Linked DNA regions of Sus scrofa: region 1 is linked to region 2. A link is a contact called in public HiChIP or PLAC-seq data. All regions are on one chromosome and are shown on one strand. Each heading gives the region's core, a stretch centred on a gene start, on an enhancer-like site or on the middle of the called end of the contact. The rest is flanking DNA. Distances are from core to core; before and after follow the strand shown. Region 1 holds the start of PRKAG3 (protein kinase, AMP-activated, gamma 3 non-catalytic subunit). Region 2 holds the start of USP37 (ubiquitin carboxyl-terminal hydrolase 37).

The links. HiChIP or PLAC-seq counts read pairs in DNA pulled down with a chosen protein or histone mark.
Region 1: an H3K27ac HiChIP or PLAC-seq map of skeletal muscle shows a contact between it and region 2. The contact joins the promoter of PRKAG3 here to the promoter of USP37 in region 2. A contact is called at or near these places in 1 of 5 promoter capture datasets (fetal liver) and 1 of 2 datasets of contacts at active chromatin or transcription factors (skeletal muscle).

The regions. Positions count from the first base shown.
Region 1 is chr15:120,862,886-120,867,928 of Sscrofa11.1, forward strand. It overlaps PRKAG3 (protein kinase, AMP-activated, gamma 3 non-catalytic subunit), which reads right to left and starts at 3,423. Exons shown (of 13, transcript NM_214077.1): 1 at 3,316-3,423; 2 at 2,975-3,014; 3 at 2,342-2,497; 4 at 1,578-1,981; 5 at 607-688; 6 at 83-141. The coding sequence starts at 3,423.
Region 2 is chr15:120,587,334-120,592,082 of Sscrofa11.1, forward strand. USP37 (ubiquitin carboxyl-terminal hydrolase 37) reads right to left here and starts at 2,897. Exons shown (of 24, transcript XM_003133658.6): 1 at 2,640-2,897. It overlaps CNOT9 (cell differentiation protein RCD1 homolog), which reads left to right and starts at 3,021. Exons shown (of 9, transcript XM_001925220.5): 1 at 3,021-3,443. The coding sequence starts at 3,420.

The sequences.
Region 1 (5,043 bases), core at 2,173-4,672, 280 kb after region 2:
TCCCAAAGTCAGGCAAGGGTCCCCTGAACTCCTTCCACCCCAGCCCAGATGGGTGTCCCAGGACCCCCAGCCCACTCCTCACCAGGGGGGACCTGTAATAGCGGTGCAGCACCAAGATGAAGTCTGTGATGGTCAGCATCCCTGTACGGGGGGCAAGGGGGGAGCAATGGGGGTCAGCCCGGGCCCCTCCCCCCACCCTGCCCACATCCTTTTACTGAGGGTGGCCAAAAGAGGACAGGAGGGCAGCCCCTCCCGTGCCTGAGAAATGGGGTTGTCCCTCTTATGCTTCCCCTGTCATTTCTCTCCTTCCTGCCCTGCTTCTTCTATTTTCTGACTTCCTTCCTCCGCCTGTCCTCTTCTTACTTAGCACCTGCGACAGGGACCTTGGGGTAGTAGAGCTGGAGGGGTCAGCTGGTCACAGCTCTCCTACAGTTGAGATCTCCCAGCTGGCCACCGGGAGACCGGGGTCAGATGCTCCCTCCGCCCCCCAGGCCAGGCCCCTGCTTGGTTCAAGCCTGTGGTATGTCAGAGCTCGGCCCTAGAATCACCCCACAAGGTTCCCCTATTCCCTTCCCCGCCACCTCTGCCTCCCCAGCCCCTCCTCACCCACGAAGCTCTGCTTCTTGCTGTCCCACAAAGGTGCCGCTCGGACGCCGTTGGCCACCAAAGCAAAGAAGGCCTTCTTGATCTGAGCGCCGGAGAGAACAGTTGAGGGTGAATCGTTCCCTGCGCCTCAGAGGTCCCCTGCCAGCCAGGGTTCTTCCACCGGGCGCCTCCCGGGCCTGCCTCTACATGAGCCTGCTGTCTGCCTCTCCCACGTCCTGGCATGCCCTCCACGAGATCCTTGTCTGCACATTTGCTCCAGATCTAAGGCTGCTGGTGGCCAGAGGTGCTGAGGTGACCCCTCCCCAAGCACTCCAAGGTGTGGGAAACCAACCCAGTGTTTCTACTCCAAAGTCATAAGTGTACAGACACACATAGTATCGATTTTGTTAAGTGCTAGAGGTGAAATTATGTATATAATATTTACAAAATATTTTTCCCTAAATAAATTTTACATTGACTTATTTGGGCCTCACCCTAAACAAGACTATCTACACCTGCTGACTGTAATTTTCTAATATTGTAAAATATCTAATATTATAACATACAAAGCTACTACATGAAATGTATTTGTTCATATTCCACTAGAATCAAATAGTGCACACAGCGAGAAGCACGGAACCAAATGTTTCATAGTTTAACCTAAGGGAAGAGTGGGGAGCAGAGCTCATCCTATTTTTCTCTTACCAAGAGTCCCTTGCTCTTTGTCCTAAGCCACCCTGCAAAGACTTTCATATATTGCCTGGCTTGTCCCAGGAATCCTCTGAAATTCGCAGGCTAAAGCAGGCATTCCTATCTCTGGATACTGAGTTGCAGAGCTGGGATGACAATTAAGGGGTGCGTGCAGAGAGCAGAAGCCCTCCCCCGGTCTCCATTCATGCCAGAAGGAGTTCGGGAAGGGGCTTGGAGGGGGGCAGAGCTGGCAAGGCATCCTGGCGGGGGGGAGGATGGGGGGGGCTGAGGCGTGGCCTCACCTCCAGCATGGTGTCGAAGATGACCAGTTTGGAGCTGGTCGCCATGGCATCGTAGCAGGTGTGCTCCTGCATGAAGTGCATGTAGACCTGGGCCCCCGGCTTCTGCAGCTCATCATCCCAGCCCAGCCTGGGTAACAGCACCTCTGGGGATGGGCACGGGGCTGGCTTCTCTTCCACCAGCCCAAGCTCATCCCCCGACGCCGCCGAGGCTGAGAACTCTATGCCCAGATCCAGATGGTCTGTGTTGGAGTCGGAGGCTGAGGCTGCACAGTCAGAGGGGAGGATGTCCCGCTCTGTTGGGGGGTTGTCCACCTCGGCCAAGGGAGCGGCTTGGGCCAAGGGTGTGGCCTTGGGGAATGTGGCCTCCTGCCCGGTGGACTCAGCAACTGGCCTGGACTGGGGACCTGTTCGGGGAGCGGGAGGGAGAGGACAGTAACTCCCTCTTCCAGAGAACTTCCTCATCTGCTGTCTCCATTCATCCTCATTGCAACCTTGGGAAGCCTGAATGCTGTGGCCCCATTTTGCAGGTGAGAGAGCTGAGTCTCAGAGAGTCACAGAGAAGACAGTGGCTCTGTCCTGAGTTGGCCACCTTGGATCCCTGGACCCCTGGATCAGCAATGCAGTTGTCCTCCCCCTTGTGGGGAGACTGGCTGCATGATGTTATGTGCCTGTGTTATGGAGGGACCAGACCAGAGACGGGCCCCAGGTTTGAGGACTGCCCACTGCCCCCAGTCCCAGCTCCCCAGAACTGGCCTTGAACTCACCTTCCCTCGGGCCCGGAGGCCCCCCTTCCTCTACATCCTCCTGCCTTGTCCATCTAGAGGCCTTGTTCCCCTGGTCCCCATGGCTTCTTTCTGAGCTGGTGGTTACAGCTCGGGATGGCCATGAACGGCTCTCTCCTTGCTCTAGGAAGCTCATCTCTGCAAGGGAGAATGGGACCTGTTTGGTTAATGGGGAGTAACACAATAAATTCCATTAAAATGTTACTAATAATAATATTTAATATTGGGAAGCTTCAAAGGGCTTGTCCTCCAACAAATTTCTCATTCAACCCTCACGGCAATCTTATCCGAAGGGCATGGCTATCAGCCCTGTTTTACTAACGAGAGACCTGAGCTCAGAGAGGTGAAGCAATTTGCCACAAATCACACAGCTAGTAAGCGAGAAAGTCAAGAGAGTCCCAATCTCCAGACTCTATAGATGCCCCCTCTACTCTTTTGAAAGAGGGAGGAGGTGAGGGAGAGGGAGGAAGAAGAAACAAAGCGGAACAAAGAAGGCAAAGGAGAGGAAGACAAGAGCCAGGCGAGTGGAGTGGGGGAGATTGGGGTCCTGAAGACGTGGAAGAAAAGGAGGTGGGAGAAGAGCCTGGGCCCGCGAGCAGGGGCAGCCCCACCTACCTTGATGCTCAGGTCCCCCGAGGCTGCTCCAGGAGGGAGTCTGTGTGGAGAAGAGTGACTTTTGGGGTGGGGAAGACGCCCCACGTTCTGGACCACACGGAAATCCCTTCCCAGCACACAGGCACGGGTGCGCACAAACACCCCCCCACCCATGTATACACAAACACACAAACACCCAGCCCCAAACACTAACGCACACTACCTACCCAAACACACACACTCAGACACACACAGAACCGCACAGACTCACTTACACAAGGAGTATATACATGCGGACCCCCTCACACTCATATATATATACACAGAAAATCCTGGCTATGCAAGCACGCACGCGTACGCACATCCGCAGTGGTGGGCCCTCTGCCCTCTGGCCTCAGCTGCTCCAGCTCCCAGCCCCCCCGGGACCCCGGGACCCTGCGCAGTGCCTGCTCTAGCTCGGCAAGCTCCATGGAGGAGTGCGCAACACTGTATCTGGGCAGCACTATTCTGGGCCCGACCCCTGGCACCCTGCCCTCCTGGATCGGGTTCTCTCTGATTGGGTGGCAGGGAGCAGGGTGGAAGGGGTCCACCCGCTCAGCTGCTCCAGCCCAGCAGCCTGGGGGCCCCTGGGGAGGGGTGGGGCCCACCTGGAATCTTGATGCCTGGTCCCGGGCTGTCTCCTGGGTCTCCGAGGACAGGTGAGAAGGATCCTGCTGTGGGGGAAGCAGCTTGGAACTGGGGTGGGAGGAGGGGAGCTCTCAGAGCCCCCGCTGTGTTCCTACCGTGAGGGCCTCTCTCATTTGTCAGGCGCCAAAGGAGGGAAAATGCAAGCAAGTTGAGCTTAACTTTCTTCCTTGTACAAACTCCGGTCGTGGGTGGCACTGGGGTTAGAAAGGGCTAGTTGCAGCCAGCTGGGAGGCTGGGGAGGCGGAGTTCGTGGGTGGTCCCGGGAGGATGGCCAGTGTGTGTCCAGATGTCCCCCTCTGAGTCCCAGGAGACCGTCCTTCTCTCTGGTGGAGTGGGATGGTTGGGGCAGGCGGGGAGTTGTGAGATCGCCTTCCAGGTATGAAGTGGGCTTGAAGGCATGGGGCCTGTGCCAGTCCACAGTGTGAGAGACACCTGTTTCTACCTGCAGAGGTAGATCCAGGTGTGCAGGAGCCCCAGGCCCCCCACCCCACTGTGTGCGCTCTCCCTCTGTCTCCTGGTGCCAACGGAATCCCAGCAGGCTCCGTGGCGGCCCACCCCCCCTTCCTTGGCATTCCTGGGGCCTGAGTCACTGTCCAAATTGGTAACGCTGACCCAGCTGCTCCAGCTCCCCTCTCTGTCCCTCCCTCCCTCTCTTCTTTCCAGGCTCTTCCATCCCAGTCTCGCCATGGACTGGACAGACACTCAGTAACGGGTTACTGGGTTTCTCGATGAATGTAATGAACATATTCTCATCAGTTCTCAAGGCCCCTATATTGCCTAAGGGGCAGGTGGAGGAGACAAGAGGGAAGGGGCTTGCCGTCCGTGGGTGTCTTTGGTGGTACAGGGGGCAAATGCAGCTCTTCTTCTGCAGCATCCCTGTGGCCTCTGCCTGTCTGCTCCCTGGTGATGAACATGAAAAGCATCGCTAATGGGGAGTTCCCATTGAGGCTCAGCCCTTTAAGAATTTGACTAGCATCCATGAGGATGCAGGTTCGATCCCTGGCCTTGCCCAGTGGGTTAAGGATCCAGCGTTGCTGCAAGCTGCGGCATAGTTCACAGATGCAGCTTGGATCTGGTATTGCTGTGGCTATGGTGTAGGCCTGCAGCTGCAGCTCCGATTCGAGCCCTGGACTAAGAACTTCCAGGTGCTGCAGGTGCCACCGTAAAAAGGAAAAAAAAAAAAAAAAAGCACAGCCAATGGGACACCTCAAAAGGGAGAAAGATCACGCCTACCATCACCAGAGCTATGCTGTGCCTTGAATCCCAAAGGCCCCCCACCTTCTTCTGCCCCGGGACCACCTTCACAGCCAAGCCAGAGACGGAACAGGCTCAACCTCTGCCTTCTCCTGCAATACCCCTTTCTCCCCTCCACCTCAGACACATTCCACCCACAGGACCAGCAT
Region 2 (4,749 bases), core at 1,647-4,146:
CACTTAAGCTGAAAATTGAAGAATGAGTTAATTGGGGGGTGGTCACGCTAGGACAATCCAAAACAGCACATATAAAGGCCCTGTGATGGAAAATAACTTGGTGTGACTAAGGAAATGAAAAGTAGTGTGGCTGGAGTTTACTGAAGAAGAGGATGGTGCAAGATACACCAAGTAAAGCAGGAAAGAATCAAGTTATGTAGAATCTTGTAGGCTCTAATAAGGATTTTGAAATTTAATGTAATAAGCACTAGGTAATGGGAAATCCACTGAAGGTTTTTAAGCAGAGAAATGACATGTTACTGCTGAACGGAAAAGTGATATGGATTGTCTGGGTTTGGGGAAGGGAGTGAAAGGAGCAGGAATAGAAGAAATTAGGACAACCAGATATGAGAGTACTGAAATGATTCAGCTTAAAACACATTACAATAACAATAATGCCTACTAGCCATTTACTCTGTGCCATGTGCTTACCATGGTTATTTCATTTAATCCTCACAGCAATCCAATAAGGTGATTACTACTCCCATTTTACAGATGTGTATATAGGGAACCAGTAACACTAAGTCCAGGTGAAAGAGGATTGTGGCTTGAACTAGAAAAATGATACTGAAAATGTACAGAAATGGATTCAAGACATATAATGGAAATAGAATAAATAGAATCTGAAGAGGATATAGATACACGGGATGAGGACAAAATTAAGAATGGCTTTCAAGGAGTTCCTGCTATGGCTCAGAGGTAACAGACCTGACTAGTGTCCATGAGGACACGGGTTTTGACCCCTGGCCTTACCCACTAGGTTAAGGATCTGACGCTGCTATGAGCTGTGGTATAGGTCACAGATGCAACTTGGATCTGGCATTGCTGTGGCATAGGCTGGCAGCTACAGCTCCAATTCGACCCCTAGCCTGGGAACTTCCATATGCTTTGGGTACAGCCCTAAAAAGACCAAAAAAAAAAAAAAAAAAAAAGAATGGTTTTCAAGTTTCTAGGCTATGTGCATAGATAAATGGAGATAGCATTTTATGTAATGGAACACTGAATGAGAAAGCATTTGAGTATGGAGAGAAATAAACCTTTAGTTGTAGACATGTTCTACTGTAAATGTCTAAGAAAAAAAATCAAGTTGAGATGTCCAGCAGACAGTTGGCTACTTAGATCTTGAGCTGAAAACAAAAGGAAGACACTGGAAATAAATATTCTTAAGTCATCAATATACAGGTGCAATTTAAAGCTTAGGCTGGAAGGAAAACCTAAAAGGAGAACAAGATCTAAGACTGAACCCAGATACCCAAAATTAAACATCTCTTGCTACAATTATCAACTACTTTAATTCACCGGACTTTTCAGTCTTCATTCAATTTTACCTTTCAGCAGAATTCAACACTTTTTTTTTTTGGTTTTTTGTTTTTTGTTTTTTTTTGGCTTTTTAGGGCCACATCCATGGCATATGGAATTAGTAGGCTAGGGGTCCAATCGGAGCTGCAGCTGCAGGCCTACACCACAGCCACAGCAACGTGGGATCCAAACCTTCTCTGCAACCTACACCACAGCTCATAGCAATGCTGGATTCTTAACCCACTGAGTGAGGCCAGGGATGGAACCTGAGTCCTCATGGTTACTAGTCTGGGGTTCGTTACCGCTGAGCCACTATAGGAACTCCCGGAATTCAACACTACTGATAACTTCTTTCACCTTTTCTACAAAACTTGTACTCCTCTATCCAGCTACGAAATGCCAAGAATTCCTCAGTGCCCCATCCGAGGTCCCCTTCCTTTCTAGCACTGTACTCTTTTTAGGCAATTTCATCCACAACCAGAGCTTCAATTACTTTCAACATAACAGATATATACATATAGATATAGATATATATACATGCACGCACAGACCTGTATATAGTTATATACACACACATCTGCCTATATATCCACTCAGAACTCTATTCTGAGCGCAAACCCAGTATAATCAACTGCCTACTTGACATCCTCTGATAGCTTTTCCAGTTAGACATGTCGGATAGTGCCTCCACAAAATAGGCATTTACACAGAAACTACATTTTGAAAGGATTATAAAATTACTCCAGGCCAACTCTCCAGAAAGAGGATTTTGTCATCAATTATCTTTTCGTGTCATGACCTACAACGGGTAAACCTGACAATCTGATCCGATGGCTAAAGATGGGGAACAACCAACCAAAACCACGACAAAAATACAATTCATGCTTTTTAGTTAAGAGATGGTTAAGGGAGAGAAGATGAAGAATGGTCAATAGAATGAAACAGTATCATGTCCCAAGGCCTGATGGACGTGCGGCAACGGAAGTCACCTTAAGTGATAGCAGGCCTCGCTAAGGGGGGCGCAGCGGAGGACAGCCCCCAGCAAAAAGGAGCCAGGTTTGAGTTGCGGGGGGGAGCGAGTGACAGTAAAAGACCAGGTCAAAGGAGGGGGAAAGCCTGGGGGAAGACCCAAGTAGAGTACCTGTGAGGCCAGAGGGGGCGTCGCGGGGATGGGGGCGGGCTGAGCAGCAGCCGGACGAACTCCAGAGGAGTGAACGCCGAGTGGGCGGACCGCAAGGGGCGGGGGGTGGGGGGGCCAGGGTAAAACGGCTCTGTGGAGACGCTCGCCGGGCCCGCCTTACCTGTGCCCGCGAGTCCGGAGCGCCGGACAGGCCTGCCGGAAGCACGGAGTCCAAGCGGAGGGGGAGGAGCTGGGGGTAAGGAAGGAAGGGACACCAAACACGAAAGAGAGGGGCCGCTCACTCCCCCAGTCAGGGAGAGCGGCTGATGGCGGGAACTGTGACCACACGCAAACACGCACGCACGCACGCACACTCGACGCGACCAGACGAGGTGCGTGCGCGAAAGCCTGGAAACTCCGCCCCTCCTACGCCCTCGCCCCGCCCCAGCACCGAGGGAAATCTCGCAGAGGTAGCCCCGCCCCTGTACTGATCGTAGTACGCACGCGCACTATCCATCTCACGCACTTTGCACCGCCCACCATTTCCCTCCGCGTCAGCCCTGTTGGGCATGCGCACTACTTGTCCCCTCCAGACTGCCGGGTTTTTCCCGCCCTTTACTGGCCTCTGGAGGAGGCTCAGAGTTCACGCCCCTCTATGGGGATACCTGCTCCGAGCCGGGGAATGCGAGGACTAGTAGGTGGCAGACGTCCTTCTGGTCCTGAATCTTAAGGGACAAAGGATAAACTCTAGGACTGTTAACTCTTTGGAGAGCTGAGAGGCGGGAAGAGGTAGTGTGGGAGGGGTCAGAGGTGAAAGGTCAGAGGGCTGCGAAGGGGGCGGAGCGAGCCGGAGGCGGATGGCGGCTGCGGCGGCTCATCATCTTTGGCGGCAGAGGCGCTGAAGCTGGGACGCGAGTCCGGCGCGTCCGGCAGTTGGAGGAGAGCGGCGGCCGCTCCCAACATGCACAGTCTGGCGACGGCTGCGGTAAGTGCCCGGGCCGCCAGGCCTGGGGCCCAGAAGCCTTCCTTAACCCCGCGTTTCGGCCTTCTTTTCCAGCTCCCTGTCTCGGTCCGGGAGTCCTGCTCCTCCTGCCCTCAACCCGCGAGGCCCGGGCCTCCCTCCTCGCCGCGCTTGGCTGTGGCGGAGCAGGCCCCCGCTTTCCTCGCCGGCCGGCTCTCGCGGCCTCTGGCGTGCCGCGTAGTGCGTTCTTTTCAGGCCCCGGGGCCTGGTCCCGCGGCCAGAGCGCCTCCTTCGCAGCCCCGACCCGCCATTCATTGATTCATTTGCTTGACCAACAGTTTCAGGGCGTCAGTTGCGTGCTTGGCGTCGGCGGAGCGAGGGGAGTTCCGCAGTTTGTCTGACATGACCCATGCTGTCGAAACTCCCAGCCTAGGCACATCGCGGCGGGGAGGAAATGGCTTTTAGCTCATGCCACTTGCTTTACAGATGCAAAATCCGAGACCCGGAGAAGTGAACAGTTACTACGTTTGACTTTCGATTCTCTGAGATTACAACCTTTTTTCACATCTCGTTTTACCAGCGTGATCTTTCACCAAGAAAAACAGTGTAAATCAACCTGCCTGAAGTAATCCTATGGCTTCCCATTGCATTGAGATAATATCCAGACTCCTTGCCTCGGCCTACAAGGTCCTCCCTGAACGTTATGTTCCTGACCCTCGTTTTCAGTCTCTTGTCACTGCTCCGCAGGCTCCAGCTACACTGGCCTCAGTTCCATCTTTTCTCCCTATGCTTTTACACTCCAGCTTGCACCTTCTGATCTCTATTCCTAGAATGCTCTCTCTCTCACACACACACATACTCACACACAGACACTCCCCCACCTCCTTCCTTTGCTATAGATGTCGGCTTCTCTTCCTCAGGTCTCTATCTCAGTCTCCTTGCCTGACCACCCTATTTGAAGTAGTTCTGGTAGTTTCGTTTGTGGCTCAGCGGGTTAAGAACCCAACAGAGTGTCCATGAGGATGCAGGTTCGATCCTCGGCCTCCCTCAGTGAGTTGAGAATCCGGCGTAACAGCAAGCTGCAGTGGAGGTGTCAGAGCGGCTCAGCTTCTGCGCTTGCCGTGGCTGTGGTGTAGGCCAGCAGCTGAAGTTCCAATCGGACCCCTTGCCCGGGAACTTCCAGATGCTGCAGGTGCAGCCTAAAATGAATGAATGAATAAATAAAGTAGTTCTGTAACCCCCAACTTTTCTCTGTTAGAGTACTCACCCTTCACAGAATTGATCCCAATTTGTAATTTGTGTGTTCATTTGCTTATTTGATATTTGTCCC